2 separate regions of the Pan troglodytes genome follow, and region 2 is linked to region 1. The links are chromatin contacts, called in public Hi-C maps. All regions are on one chromosome and are shown on one strand. Each heading gives the region's core, a stretch centred on a gene start, on an enhancer-like site or on the middle of the called end of the contact. The rest is flanking DNA. Distances are from core to core; before and after follow the strand shown. Region 1 has its middle 43 kb from the start of RIC1. Region 2 holds the start of CD274 (CD274 molecule).

Evidence for each region. A called contact is a pair of places that touch in the nucleus more often than the background predicts.
Region 2: a Hi-C map of a lymphoblastoid cell line shows a contact between it and region 1, with 4 times the contacts expected there. The contact joins the promoter of CD274 here to the enhancer-like site in region 1. A contact is called at or near these places in 5 of 7 Hi-C or Micro-C datasets (blood, induced pluripotent stem cells, a lymphoblastoid cell line and 1 more), 1 of 1 datasets of contacts at active chromatin or transcription factors (stem cell-derived excitatory neurons) and 1 of 1 other capture datasets (stem cell-derived neural stem cells).

What each region holds. Positions count from the first base shown.
Region 1 is chr11:110,336,604-110,340,119 of NHGRI_mPanTro3-v2.0_pri, reverse strand. No RefSeq gene overlaps it. Among named protein-coding and RNA genes, the nearest start is that of RIC1, 43 kb to the right of the region's middle. Within about 2 kb of position 1,794, at least 1 of the 24 cell types and tissues checked has an H3K27ac peak or open chromatin away from gene starts, as enhancers often do. A contact at or near this core is called in a lymphoblastoid cell line, where this site is marked.
Region 2 is chr11:110,485,490-110,489,005 of NHGRI_mPanTro3-v2.0_pri, reverse strand. CD274 (CD274 molecule) reads left to right here and starts at 1,506. Exons shown (of 8, transcript XM_001140705.6): 1 at 1,506-2,531. PLGRKT (plasminogen receptor with a C-terminal lysine) reads right to left here and starts at 1,437. Exons shown (of 6, transcript XM_063788739.1): 1 at 1,255-1,437; 2 at 32-157.

The DNA of each region.
Region 1 (3,516 bases), core at 545-3,044:
GGTAGTGTGTGCCTGTGATCCCTGCTAATTGGGAGGCTGAGGTGGGAGGATCGCTTGAGCCCGGGAGGTTGAGGCTGCAGTGAGCCAAGATTGTACCACTGCACTCCAGCCTGGACAACAGAGTGACGCCCTGCCTCAAAAAATAAAAATAAAAAATAAAAAAATTAAGTCCCAGGTTGAATCACTAGGTCAAAACCAAAGAGGTAGAATGTAAGGTCCTGCTTTTGATCCACACACCTAAGATGGAAGAGCAGTTTATTAGCAGTTAATATGAAAAAGTTCTGGGGATTTAATAGAAAAGAATTTAAACAGTATCATACTCATAAACTACAAATGTGCCCTAAGTACAAATGCAGGTTGAATTGAAATCCAATTGCTTAAAAACTAAGGAGGTTGGGCATGGTGGTTCATGCCTATAATCCCAGCCCATTAAGAGGTCAAGGCAGGTGGATCACTTGAGCCCAGGAGTTTGACACCAGCCTGGGCAACATGGCGAAACTGCGTCTCTATAAAAAATACAAAAATTAGCTGGGCGTGATGGCGCACACTTGTAGTCCCGATACTAGGGAGGCTTAGGTAGGAGGATCACCTGAGCCCAAGGAGATCAAAGCTGCAATGGGCCATGACCTCACCACTGCACTCCAGCCTAGGCAACAAAGTGAGACCCTGTCTCAAAACAAAACAAAAACACTAAGGAGAACTTCAGCAGTGTTGACAGGACACTGTTCAGAACTGGGAACAAATAGTCCTATGGAACCTACTATGTCTAGGCCAGCCTACCTCTAGAATATTTTGTTCTATTCTGGGCCCGACTTGTTAATTGGGACATGAATAAATGAGAGTAGATCTGGAGGGAAGCACCCAAGATGGCAATCGGGCTTGAAGCCACCCCTAGACTAGGAATACTGGAAGAAGCTGGGTGCCTTTCTCCTGGAGAAGAATTATCAAGGGAAGACATGAGAGCCAAGATCAATGGGTGCAAGTTACATTGAAGCAGAATTTGGCCCAGAAATGGAAAGAATTCACTAACAACTAGAGCTGTTCATCAAAGGTTAACCTCCTGGTTCCTGGATATATCTACATAGCCTGGAGCTACCATTTTTCAGGATACTCTGGAAAGTATTCTTCCCTTAGGTGATGAAGTACAAATCTTCTTACTCTAAGATCCCATAATTCTTCAAACTAGACGCTTAACTCCTATGAGCCTCAGTTTCCTGAGAAGACTAAAATGAAATGGCTTGTAAATCCCCTTCCAGCTCTAACTTTCTATGAAGTACTTGGTCCTAAAGGGTACCCTCCTCTATGTTTCACAGAGATACCAGAAACAGGAGTCTTTTATCTTCAACTTGACTCTCAAGATGTTATCCTCAAGTGAACTTTTTTCTACCAGCTGAAATATGTCCTTAAAATCTTTGAGTCAATGAATCATGAAATGAGCCAGGTTTTCAAGTCTCATTTGTAGGGTTCCTTAAGAACTATGTCCACTTGCCACATTCTTTTCTGAATATTATTCTTTTTTTCTTCAACCCTGTTTTTTAACCCAAACATCCTGTTTTCAAACATCCTGTTTTCAGCCCTCTTTGTATCTAAGGATGGAACAAGGCTGATGACACAGACAAGAAACTTGTAAAACATAGCAAGTATCTGCCTTTTATCTGGTGAATAATGTCAGGACTAGAGAAGGGCTGATGTGAAATTCTGGGCTGGGCTTTAAGGCTTTAAGGCATAGTTTTGCCTCAAAGAATTGCCTCCAGACAGGACAAGTCACTGTAAGCAAAGTGTGTGGCTGCATCTGGACATGACAGGAGGTGAGCTGGGAAGTCCCTGCCCTTTCCCTGCACATGCACTTCCCCCATTTCTCCATCTTTCTACCTCAACACTTCACCTTCAGAGATAATTTCTTTCAGGCCTCAAAGCATTTTTAGACTTTAAGTTCTTTTGTTGCTGTTTATTAGCTCAACCAGGGCCATGTACCAGAACCTGGGGGAAAGGGCCATTTCTATGGAAATGGAGATAGGGTCCTGGCCTATCCTGAGAAAAGTGCAATCATGAGGAGACCATCCTGTTCTTTCTCATGTATTTTATCATTCATTTGGTACTAAGCACTGTACTAGGCACCAAGATAGAGAGATAGTAAAACATCAGCCTTGTCTTCAAAGGGTTTGCAGATCACAGAAGCCCTCTCTCTCTCTCATCTTTTACATAGGTGATATCCTATATAACAAGAAGAGATGTCACACAGGATGACTAAAACAGGCAAAGCAGCTGGAATATGTGTGTGGCTGGGGCAGCCCATGACAGGGCCTTAACCCTAGTAATGACGCTGACAGCTTTAGTCACTGAGGGGAATGGCCAGTACCTGCTGGTTTGGTCAATGGGGGACAACAATCAAGGAAGGGAAAAGTGATCTTATAAGGACTGGAGGGAAGTCAACAGAACATCTCAGCCAAGTGCCATACATTTTTTCTATAGAGTTCTATATTTTCTGGAACTCATATACAGAATTAAGTAAGAGTCACCCTGGGCTATATTGGTAAGGGCAAACAGCTGGAATTTCTTACAACTTTATTTTGAAGGCTCAAGCAGCGGAAGGCAGATGGAAGAAGTAACATGTAGTGGTGGTTCTCAGACTTTTTACCACCCCCAAAACATGGAAGATAATTCCTCACTCTCCGGTCAGTAACAACCACTGACTTCTGCAAAGATTCACAGCCATTTGGGGTACATACCAGAATATCATGGAGAAGCAGGAAATGGGGAGCAATTTCATAAAGCTTCCTACTTGAGTCTAACATAACCCTTTCCCACCTGCCCTGAGATGTATAGGTAGCTTGCCTGAGTTGAATCCAGCTCTGCCATTAACCAGCTGCATGACTACAGACAAGTCGTTCTCTTTGAACCTTAGTTTCCTCATACATAAAATAATGAACCTTACCTGGCAGTGTTATTGAGAGGAACTACAGAACCTACCACAGTTAGTATATAGCAATATAGCCAGATCTTTTTTTTTTTTTTTTGAGACAGAGTCTCACTGTGTTGCCCAGGCTGGAGTGTAGTGGCACACTCTCGGCTCACTGCAACCTCTACCTCGCAGGCTCAAGCGATTTTCTTGCCTCAGCCTCCCAAGTAGCCGGGATAAAGACACCCACCACCACGCCCAGCTAATTTTTGTATTTTTAGTAGAGATGGGGTTTCACAATGTTGGCCAGGCTGGTCTCAAACTCTTGACCTCAAGTGATCCGCCTGTCTCGCCCTCCCAAAGTGCTGGGATTATAGGCATGAGCCACTGCGCCTAGCCCATAAAGCTAGATCTTAATGAGCAATTAGCTACTAGCATAATAATTTGTTTTAAAAGCTATATTATAGGATAAGAGAGTCTACTCAGTCAGCCTTTATGCAAAAGTGAAAATCTTGGGATTCTCAGAAATATGCTCTCAACAGTAAATGCCCTATGTAACGAGGTGCACCAGCTTAGGCTGGGGCCATTGGGCCCATAAAATCTTAATTGTTAAAGTT
Region 2 (3,516 bases), core at 257-2,756, 150 kb before region 1:
CACTGTCTGGGAAGTTAGTATTTAGACTTACCTCTTTCTGGGCCTTGCTCTCCTGGGTCTGGACTTGTAGTCTGAATGTGTTAGAGGACGCTCCCAGGTGGAAGGGTTAAAGGTGGAAGCCAAGCAGGAAGAAGAGCTTCCTTATGGGAAACCACACCTGAGAATAAATAAACCCATCACACCTTGTAAATTTCACCCTGGAGTTCAGTATTTTCAACATTCTTTCCTTTCCCAACTTCCCCATTCCTGGCAAAGTCATCTCCCAAAGTCTGGGAATATTCCCTAGGGTGTCCAGAACACTTTCAGCTATCTCCTCTTGCTCACAAAATATGTATCAGAAAATAAGCAAAAGTTGACCTTGCAATAGGGATAACTTTGATTTCACTCACTTGTATAAGTTAAGTCTTTTAAAAATTCTAACACTTTTTACCATGCATAAAAAAAAGTCTTGCTACTTATATAATTTTAAACATCACTGTGTCTCAGAGTGATGTTTTGCAGAGAATCCTGATTTCAATCCCTCTGTCTTCATTTTCCCTTTGATTCCTTCTGAGATCTTGGAAGGGGTCTTTAATGCTTCAGCCCTGCCTCAGGTGAGCTATAAATTACTATGGGAAGGTGTATTTCTGGGGAGGAGAAGTGGGGCCTGCAAGTTCCAGACAGCCTTTCTTCCGGTCACCTGTGAGTACCTAGATTTGATTTTACTTGGGGGGACATAAAAAATTAATTACATGAATTCTGTCATCGGGATTACTGCGCTGACTTATTTCCTGATCAGATGACACATTGCCTGAATGTATGACTGATCGTCTCACCACAATCATTTTCAATAAATATTTGCATCCCATTCAAACTAAGCCACATCCCCCTGCAAATTCCAGCCCAGAGCCCACAGCTTCCGGAGGTTTTCTGTAATTAACACCGCCCTCGCTCCCTGAGGCCAATTACTGTAATTTAGGTATTCCCCGCAATAGTGTGCTGATTTCTGTTGAGAGCACTCTGCCTGTTTTTCTCAACTCTATTTTAAAGCTACGGAGAGATCCGGAGTCCACGCCAGGCGACAAGAACGCGCTCTAATGGAACGAGATTGGCAATACCTATCAGCACCAGGGGCAGTGCGAGAGCCAAGAGCAGGCGCTCACGAGGAGCGGGCGCCCAGCGCTGCCTGGCAAGCCCGGAGCCCAGGAGATCGCGCTGACTGACATGGCCGGGCTGACCCTTCTCCCCACCCGCCTGCGGCCGGTGTTCACTCACTGGGCGGCGCTGGTGCCGGGACCAGGCGACCGGTACACAGACCTCCAGGCCCGGGCTCCTTTCGCCCGCTGCAGGGACCGGGCCTCGCTCCGCCCAGCGTTGGGATTGGCGCCCAGCTACAGTAGATGACGCACCTCAGCCAATTCGCGCAGCCCTCGGCTTCTTTAAAGAGCCAGCACTTCCGCCAGAAGCCGGGTGTGTCCTTCCGGGCCAGGCTCAGTGTTACCAGAGGTGGGAGGGGAAGGTCAAAAGAGGCAAATTCAAAGCCGCGGCGACTCAGCTGCCAGATTTTTGAGGTGAGGCAGAGGAAGCGGAGTGGAATTCTCAATTAAAGGCCTCTGTCCCCTTATCTGTTAAATTGGCACTATTAAAAAGTCATAAAGATAAGACAGAAACGAGAAAGAACAGAACTGACTGAAATTACCCATTCTTTTTTGAACAGAGCCGTCTTTCTCCCCTGCTGCTCAGAGAGATGTCAGTCTCGTCTCAACCTCACCAGCAATTTCTATCTTGAATAAGCCAAGTCTCTCTCCCAGCCTGAGAGAATGCTTGAATTGTTGGCACTCTGTTCTTTGCTACCAAATGGCTTGGAAAAATAGCATGAACGTCACCAGTCTCTGGCCTTCAGGAAAGTCCCTGCTAACCACCACAGCGGTGGAGAAGGCGTCTAACTTTCTCCAGGCTCAGCGTGTGAGTGAACACCGCCCTGACCTCCTGGGCGCGTCCTGATGCTCTCAACAGCAGCCCTCAGGATTCTGGACTGTGGGTCCCACATTCCAGATACCATTTGTGGAATGGCTGGATGAGAAAATTGCAACAGCACCCTCATTTCCAGTTGAGGGAATGGGCGGGTTACCAGGAGGTTTGACACTCTTGAAGGGAGGTTAACAAGTGATGCAAGAAGTAAGGAATCGTGTTTGAGTGCACAGACTCTAGCATAAACACACCTACCTTCAATTTCTAGCTCTGTCACTGTCACTCTGAATTTATTACCTCTGCAATAGGACTAAAGCCATCTAATTTATTGGATTGTGAGGACTAAAAGATAATATATGTGGGCATTTAGCACAGTGTCGGGCACATAGTTCGCCTTCCATAACCAGTAGTAACCAGTAACGGCGGGGAGCTGTTACTAACTATAGGGCTGAGGGGGTGGGGGAAGGAAGCAGTTACTAAAACAAGGCGAGAGCGGTAGCTGTGGCTGTACGAGAGTAACCAACTGGAACTGTGTCGTTCAGTAGAGGAAAGCAAGCAATGCCAACTTTTCACCAAGTAAGGTGAGATTCTATAGTTGTAGCCAGTGCTGAGACGTCAGCCCAAAGCAGGGACAGAGTGGAGAAGACCCACCTCTCTGTTCTCCCAGCTCTGATATCCAGCTGGGGTCTTCCACTGGCTGGATCCACCAGGAAGCCAGAAGACACTGGAGCTAGGTCTGTGTAGTCTGTAGAGGTCAGCCTACTAGGCACAATGCCTGGAGGGATAAATAGAAAATATCCAGCACACCGTTTCTTTTTTTGTTGTTTTTACACTTTAAGCTCTAGGGTACATGTGCACAACGTGCAGGTTTGTTACCTATGTATACATGTGCCGTGTTGGTGTGCTGCACCCATTAAGTCGTCATTTACATTAGGTGTATCTCCTAATGCTATCCCTCCCCCCTCCCCCCACCCCACAACAGGCCCCGCTGTGTGATGTCCCCCTTCCTGTGTCCAAGTGTTCTCATTGTTCAATTCCCACCTATGAGTGAGAACATGCGATGTTTGGTTTTTTGTCCTTGCGATAGTTTGCTGAGAATGATGGTTTCCAGCTTCATCCACGTCCCTACAAAGGACGTGAACTCATCATTTTTTATGGCTGCATAGTGTTCCAGCACACCATTTCTACAACCTTGGGTTTATTGTGTTTGGAAGCCTAGATCCAAAGGAAGGAATGCTTCCACTAGAAGACCCAGTCACTGAATTGAATTGAATTTCAATTCATTGATTCGAAAGCTGAAACTGCCCTCTGGTCACTTTGATTCCTCACAGTGACAGAATGGTATGATTCATCCCAAATACCAAAAGGAAATTGGGTTACATCTATATATTGAGGGCAAGAAGAACTATGCATGACACCTGGAGATTCACTGGGCACTTCTTAATACTGCCGTGTGCCATAATAATGATTATCAGATAACTGAAGTAATGCAGAAATTTCAGATCATGAAGAAATTAAAGTGTTGAAGCATACCAGATAAAAAAATCCTGATCTACCTAGGTGTTG